2 separate regions of the Anas platyrhynchos genome follow, and region 1 is linked to region 2. The links are chromatin contacts, called in public Hi-C maps. All regions are on one chromosome and are shown on one strand. The core of a region is the stretch at or near the end of the contact, and the rest is flanking DNA. Distances in the headings are between cores, read along the strand shown. Region 1 holds the start of LOC139999102 (zinc finger protein 692-like). Region 2 holds the start of TBCD (tubulin folding cofactor D).

Region 1 (4,064 bases), core at 1,409-3,908, 140 kb before region 2:
GCTGAATTTACTGATTGCTCTTGTAGCAACATAGTGCATTTTGTATTGAAAATTACATGCCTCATGAGACAGTAAGCTTCGTAAGTTTGTAAAGTACATTACTGCTGCATTTCTATGCTTACATTTGGAAGCTAAATATGCAGGAGCTCAACAGTAATATGCTTTGCGCTGAAAACTAATGATGCGTAGTAAAACATCAGAAAAAGGTGATAATAGAGCCAGGAGAGATGTAGTGGAGAGACTGCTATAAACCATGTAAACCTCTGAAACTCTTTCCTGCGTGGCTGCAGTTGTGGTTCAGAAGGAGGCAGTATGCTGCAGCTGGTGCCCTCAGTTAGATTTCTCTGCATTGCTGGAGAGAAAAACGAACCTTAACCTTTGAGCCTGGAGTATTGGCTTTGAAATTTCATTCCTAAGTGGCAGCTGCTCCTGTTTTGCAACGTACACCTCATTGTACTAGGAAAGCATGTTTAAAGGACTTGTGTGAGACAGTTCAGGACAAAATATAAAGCTTACTGTTGTAGATATCCAAGTGGTAAAATCAACGTTAATGTGAATATTGGTGGGATTAAAACCATTCCCTTGCTGTGACTGTCACACAGTCAAAATGACGTGGAGCATGCAAAGTTAATACTGGCTAGCAGACCTCCTTAATGAAAGGAACATATTAATATGTGTATATTTGATAAGATACAGCTACTTCTTAAAAGCTTTGAAAATTTTCTTATCTGTTTAATTCATGATTGAGAACACAGACATGCAGCTTTATTTTTAAATGCTATTTTTAACTTTACAAGTGTGTTTAAGAGCATAAACTTGCTTAAGTTACTAAATTAGCATGAAAGGTGAGTCACTACATATTTGCTTATGTTTGGTAGAAAGAAACAGTGTTAGCATCCCCTTGTTTCTAGCAGCTTTGTTATTTTTAGATAATCAGGAACTTAAAAGCACACAACTTTCAATAGCTTACACAGTAATGTTGTTTGGAATGTAGATCTATACAGATAATAGCTATATTTGTCAAGTAGATTGGAAGAAATAATTATAAAAGCCCCTTAAATAGCCATATTTCTTTGTGAGCATCAGCATCAAATATGTATTGCACATATATGATGGTGAGAGAAGAGGAATTATTGCATATTTTATATGAAAAAGGTGAAATACAAGGGATTATCTTCACATATGTTCATCACAGAGAATTTGTGCAATTCTGAGCAATTCTTATTAAACCCATAATTATACTACAATAATTATTTTAAAGCTTACAGTTCACAATTAACTTTCACTGAAATGAAAATCTGCTGACATACTCCTGTAAATGATTAAACATAATGACCTGTGTTTAAGAACATAGTGTCTTTTTTCTTTTGTTCTTTATTTTCAAGTGAAATCTTTTGATTTTTTTTACCACTATTTACTTTACTTGGGTCAAGTTGCTCAGCAGAGGCAAATAAATGCTTCAATATGCTAGAATCATTTGCTATATGCTCGTCATCCATTAATTCTTAAGCTAACCCATTTGACTTATTATGGTGATTCTATCAAAACTGGCAGTAGAAATAAAATTATTAAAAAATGGCTGGTGCAATTGTCCTCATTGTTTAGATAAAATTACCCAGAAACATTGCTAGGAAATCTGCTTTGTCTTTTTAGTCATTTATTTCAAAATGTAGTATATGGAAGCACTGAGAAACTGGCAGAATGCCTGCTCTGTGTAATGCCTTTGTTATAATACATTGTGACAGCACAGGCTCTACATTTTAAATGTTTAATTATTTTTTTTTTTGGTATAATTTATTTAGTATTTCCCTTTCAACACGTAAGTCAAAATTCAAATATTTCCTGCTGCTCAGGAGAACATTCTAGTTTTGTCCCTGAATCTGGCCTTTCAGAAGGTAAAATAGAGTTTTTGCAGTTCGTACTGGGAAACATCACTTGGAAGAAAAGCATTTTTTTGTTGTTTATAACGCCTTTACTGAAGTTATAAAAGGCAGATTTAAAGTTTTACTGTCATAATACCTTTTTACTGAGTACATAATACCTTTTCCTGAGTACTATTTGATCAGCCGAAACACTGCTGTGTGGCTGTGACACGGCTCGTGAGGTGACGGGTTGCCCACCAGTATAGGACAGAAGCCCAGTGTCACCAGCTGTAACTTGCTTTGTGGCTGCCTCTTGTTACCTCAGCATCCTTAAATTCTAGAATCATTAAGGCTGGAAAAGACTTCCAGGATCATCTGCTACAACCACCCCTTACCACCAATGTCACCCACTGACCCATGTCCCCAAGCACCACGTCCAACCTTGAACTCCCCCAGGGACAGTGAAGCCGCCTTGGGCAACCCGTCCCAACGCCTGACTGCTCTTTCTGAGCAGAAATGTCTCCTCATTTCCAACCTGAACCTCCCCCGGTGCAGCTTGAGGCCATTCCCTCTGGTCCTGTCACAGATACCTGTGAGAGGAACCTGACCCCAGCTCCCCACAGCTTCCTTCAGGTAGCCGTATGCTGTGAGTGGATAGGAGCGTAATTAAGCGCATGCCTTAACATTTTAAACGTGATTTTAACACTTTAGAAGGGAATTTAACGTTTCGGCAGGGATTTTAACCCTCGGAACCGTTGACACCCCGTTATTACCCGATTTATTTCCCCCCAACGAGCCCGGCGCTGAGGGACGGACGCGGCCCCGCCCCGTGCCCCTTCACGGGCGGCCTCTCGTCATCAGCGCGCGCGGGCCCCTGCTCTGGTCACGTGCCCCGCGTTTCCCTGAGGCGCCGAGCGGGCCGCGGGTGAGGGTCGGGGGGGCCCGGCCGGCTCAGGGCCCCCGGCCCGCTCCGCTCTGACTGGAAATTGCCGCCCGGGCGGCCCCTTCCCGCACGGAGCGGCTCGGGGGGATGGGGAGGGAACGGGTGGATCCCTCTTTAGGGCCGGGCCGCCGCGGTTCCCGTCAGCGCGGCCGCCTGGGGCTGGTTTCACCCTCACACAGCCTGGCAGGGCCTTAAAGTCGTGGGAGGGGAGGGCTCGCCGTGGTGGTGCCCGAGGGGGTTGCAGGCGGTCACCCGAGCTCTCGTAACGGCCTCTCCTCCGCTTCTAGGCTCGCCATGTCGCTGCCAACCAAGAGATGCGGAAGGCCCCCGGTGTTGTCGTTTTTGGAAAAGAAAAAGAGAAAGCAGAGCCTGGATAGGAGGAGGGGGAAGACGAGGATCTATGTGGGAAGCCACATCGACCGCTGGCTGACGCTCAAGGAGAAGCTGGACTTCAGGAACGATGCTGAAGTGGCGGGCTTTTTGTTGGACTTGTGAGTAGGCTGTCTCAGTTCTCCTCTGTTTACCAGTCCCAAGTAAATAACGCCTGGCATTAATTTAACACCAGCTGTATGTTTTCTTTATAGGTATGACAGTTACGACCCGTTGTTAAAAGCTCCGATCTGTTCCCTCCCAGGCAGTGTGAGGAGAAAGTGTGTGAGAGACGAAAAAGTGTTGTCAGACAGCACTTCCTTGATAGCAGCTGATGGAACGTTAGTATTATGCTCTCTTTGTGTGTGAATGGGGTAGATTAAATCTCTTTCTTGATAGCATTTAGAAGATGGCAACTGCTTTTAAAGAAGGGGGGTGGGTCATATGCAAGAGAAAACTATACAGCTAATTTCATCAAATTGTATAATTTGGAGACCCTTTGTAGAAGCTTTTCTGTGTTGTATTTGCAGGTATGACAATGATGACCAGCTGTCTAAAGAATCTGCTTGTTCTGAACCTGGAGATTTAAGAATCATCACTGTGAAAGACGAGAGAGAGATGCCACATGATTGCTTGTCAACGGAGATGGATGACACGTTAGTGATGCTATGGGGTTCTATTTGCATGGTTTACATTTGAAAATATTTTGTATGGATTTTAATTTTCACTTTTAATTTTGCTTATTAGAAACTCATGTCATTCATGCTCTAATTTCTTACCTAAAAGCATCTCAGTAGTTAACGGTTGGTCCAGTCTTTGTGAGGCAAGAATCAATGAGAGATTTTGGAAAAGTTTTCTCTTGGAGTACACACAGTAAACTTGCTTGTTCA
Region 2 (3,734 bases), core at 1,215-3,714:
CGCTAATTTGTTTATTTAATATTTTGTTTAAAGCTCTTTAATTGTTGAATGTTTGTTCTTGCTCTTTCAGATAAAGATTCCTGAAATGTTCCATGATGTAGAAATTGTTCCTGCCCTCCTGCATGGGGACATGTGGGCAGGAAATGTGGCTGAGGATGACTCTGGGCCAATTATCTTTGACCCTGCTTCCTTTTATGGCCATTCAGAGTTTGAACTGGCCATTGCTGGAATGTTTGGTGGCTTTAGCAGCTCATTTTTCTCTGCCTATCACAGTGTAATACCCAAAGCTCCAGGATTTGAGAAACGAAATAAATTGTATCAGCTCTTTAATTACATAAACCACTGGAACCATTTTGGGACAGGATACAGGGGGTCTACCCTAAATCTAATGAGAAAACTTCTAAAATAATCAGATTGGTGTGAGAAATGCTGACCCAGTCTCTTAAGTGATTAGCAACCTACGCTTATCAGAAGTAATACAGGGTAGAAATCAATGTTGATGCTAAAACACCTGACATATAAAAGGCTCAGAATAATTTTGAGCCTCACTAAATGTTGAGAGTGATTGTGTAATTTTTGACTCATACACTGGCTTACTAGCACTGATTCATATCCTGATGAAGGAATGTTTTTGAGCATTGTTTATGAAGTTTCCACTAGGTTGGAAAAGAAGCATGACAGTCGGCCGAACCTTACTCTTCATACAGAGTCTCACATCTTAGCTGCTGCATATCCACAGTTGTTTGCATCTTGCTGCTTCTGCAGCAGTTCATTATTGAGAGTTACTGCAGTAGGAATGTGGTACTGGAAGTAATCACTGGTTTCCTACCTCTCCCCATTTTTAATCTGTTTTAGTTTTTCCTTCCATCTGTTTGCACCCCTTTTCCCATTTATGTTTGTTTTTGTTTCTTTCCCATGTAAGAGCTATGATCCAAAATTTAAATCAGATTCTATGAATCTTAAAATGAAAACATTCTCTTTTTGATTTAAAGGTAAACAGGGTCCTTTGGACTGCTTTTGGCAAACACATATAATAGCATTTCTAATATTTATTTTAATTTAATGTAATTTAATTGTACCCTTTTGTTTTTCTTGCCATATGAGAAGTTCAGTCACAATGGTATTTCTTAAAAGGGATGTCTCTGGAATTCCTTGGTAATTAACTGTACAGTCAGAAAGTGGATTGTCACCACACAAGTTTGACAATATCATATCATTTTAATATGATATGTCAATGTGTTGTACTATGATAGTAACACTTAAATAACTGTAAAAACAGCAAAGAGTAGGAGAGAGGTTTACTTCTTTTCATGATGAGAAAGTATCTATTTTGCTGCTGTGTCGGTTGGTGTTTTCCATGTTTCAATTTTAGAAATTAATGTACAGTAGGTAAGGCAAGTCTGTTCTGCCACTGCAGTTTTCTTGTATGCTGTCAAATTGGATGGACTTATACTGTTTTTTAGTATTCCTGTTTTATTTTTTTAGAAAACACAGGCAATGAGGATGTGGGGAGAAAACTGGGCAACAAAACACTGGCATACAATTTGAGCTAGAGTATATTAACCAAGTCACGTGTTTTTAATGGAAGAAAGTGATAAAGAAAGTAAGTGTAAGTACAGTCCAGCATATACTTATATGAATCAGGATATGTGAACGAGAATCAAAGAACCTATGTCTTTAGGATTCAGAGGGCTGTAATTACTAATACCTAAAATGTTATATTCAGAAATGCTCAAATATTTAGACTTTCTATCAGCTTTAAATGGCTGTGCTATAAAGAGTTCTTAAAGTTATATTTTGTAATTTGCATTATTGAAAAATCATTTAGTTCTCTGTAATGTAATACAAATAGTTTAATTTTTTTACTTCCTTTGAATTTGGGCTACAATGAATGGGGTTATAACACTTGATACAATTATAGCAGTGGAGAAATGGAATAATAGAGTGAGAATACAGTTGAAATTGTAGCTGACAGCTAGATTCAGGTCCCACTAAACAGCAAAATGCATGAATACTAGTATTAATTTTTGCAAAAATGCAGATATTGTGTTGCGAAGTACATATGAACTTAAGAATTTTAATTGTCCAATAAAATAATTGCACTGCAGAAACTAGCTATTATGTCTCTCTGCCTTTTGTGGTTGTGATGATGAATTTGAGCCTGAAGATGGATATTTGAGTATGAATGGAGGTGCTAGATACTGGTCAAGAAGTCACTTGGCCTTATATCCAGACCAGATTTAAATGTTTCTCTGATTTTCCTTTTGTAATCAAAGGAGAGGAAGGACCACCTCTGAGGGTGACTCATCTCCCCCCAGACAGTGGTGAGGTCTGATCCTTGGGAGTGCTTTTTCTACCACGTGAAAAGATAATCTGAGGTGATTTGCTCAATGTCTTACTTTAGACTCTGGCTTCAGTTTTTTAGAGCTGGCAACGTGCCAAGAGAGAAGTGGAAATGTAGTGCTGCTATCTCGTAAAATATTCAGTGGCAGAGGAAGATGTGTGGTAAAAGATGAGGGGATGGAAACGTGGTACGTCTAGGGGTGGAGTATGGCCAAGCATCTTCCTCAGGGACCTTGCAGGAAGAATCTGACCCAAGAACTAGTAAGTGCTGTAAGGGGGCAGCCATTTCTTTTCCTTCCCCATTCTTCTGTAGCTTTCACCATTCCACCTTTGTTTCCAGAATTTTCTGTGATTTAGTTTTGACTTGACAATTACCCTGCCTGCCCCCCAAGATTGTACAACTGTTAAGAAACAGAGGTGATGAGGGGTAACAGAGAACTGAGTGCCTTTCATCTGCCCTTTTTCAACCTGTGAAAAATGCCCTGAGGCAAATCCCCCTCAGTTTTTAGGGCCACCAGAAAGCTTTGGTGGTGGCACCGTGGTGCTGAGCCTCTTGAATTATAGAATCCTAGGATCATAAGGGTTGTAAAAGCTCTCCAAGATCATCTGGTATAACCACCCTTCTGCCACCAATGTTACCCACTGAGCCATGTCCCCAAGCACCACGTCCAACCTTTCCTTGAACACCCCCAGGGACGGTGACTCCACCATCTCCCTGAACAACCCCTTCCAACGCCTGCCCTCTCTTCCTGATCAGAAATGCCTCATAGTTTCCAAGCACCACGGCCACACACCCCGCTTTGCCTGTCAGCGCCATCCCCCTTACCTCCCCCCCCCCCCCGTCGGGGCCGGGCCTCCCCTCAGCTGCCCGCCCTTCTCCAGGGGCGGGGCCGCGGAGCCGTCCCTGCGCCTTTCGGCCCGCGCGGCACCCCGTAGGAGGCAGCCTGCGGCCGGCGGCGCGCGGGGAGCGGAGCGGGGAGCGCGGCGGTTGCCAGGGTAACGGGGCGGGGAGGGGGGCCCGGGGCCGCCAGCGGGCTGTGAGGGGCGGCGGGGCCGGGCCCGGCCTCGGCCGTGAGGGGCGGTGGCGGCGCCTGAGGGGAGCGGGGAGCGGAGCGGTCGGGGCGGCTTCAGGCCGGGGCAGGCGTAACGCGGCCACTGCCCCCTCAGGTGCCGCCGCCATGGCTCTGGGCGAGGCGGACGCGTTGGGCCCCGAGGCGGAGGAGAGCAGGGCCCAGGAGCTGGATGCGATCGCCCGCGGGAGCGCCCTGGAGAGCTTCACGGAGAGCCAGGAGGTGCGGGGGCTCGTCGGGGGCCTGGCGGCCGTGTGCGGGGACCGGGCGGCTCGGGAAACGGCCGTGGAGAAGTTCATAGGTGAGCACGGCGACCGGGGG

The links. Hi-C and Micro-C count contacts between places; a contact is called where the count stands out from the background.
Region 1: a Hi-C map of liver shows a contact between it and region 2, with 3 times the contacts expected there. The contact joins the promoter of LOC139999102 here to the promoter of TBCD in region 2. A contact is called at or near these places in 3 of 8 Hi-C or Micro-C datasets (liver, skeletal muscle and subcutaneous adipose tissue).

What each region holds. Positions count from the first base shown.
Region 1 is chr19:7,332,470-7,336,533 of IASCAAS_PekinDuck_T2T, reverse strand. LOC139999102 (zinc finger protein 692-like) reads left to right here and starts at 2,658. Exons shown (of 6, transcript XM_072025843.1): 1 at 2,658-2,787; 2 at 3,093-3,296; 3 at 3,390-3,515; 4 at 3,705-3,830. The coding sequence starts at 3,100.
Region 2 is chr19:7,189,429-7,193,162 of IASCAAS_PekinDuck_T2T, reverse strand. It overlaps TBCD (tubulin folding cofactor D), which reads left to right and starts at 2,464. Exons shown (of 40, transcript XM_038165607.2): 1 at 2,464-2,604; 2 at 3,511-3,714. The coding sequence starts at 3,522. It overlaps FN3K (fructosamine 3 kinase), which reads left to right. Exons shown (of 7, transcript XM_021267358.4): 7 at 71-2,114. The coding sequence ends at 409.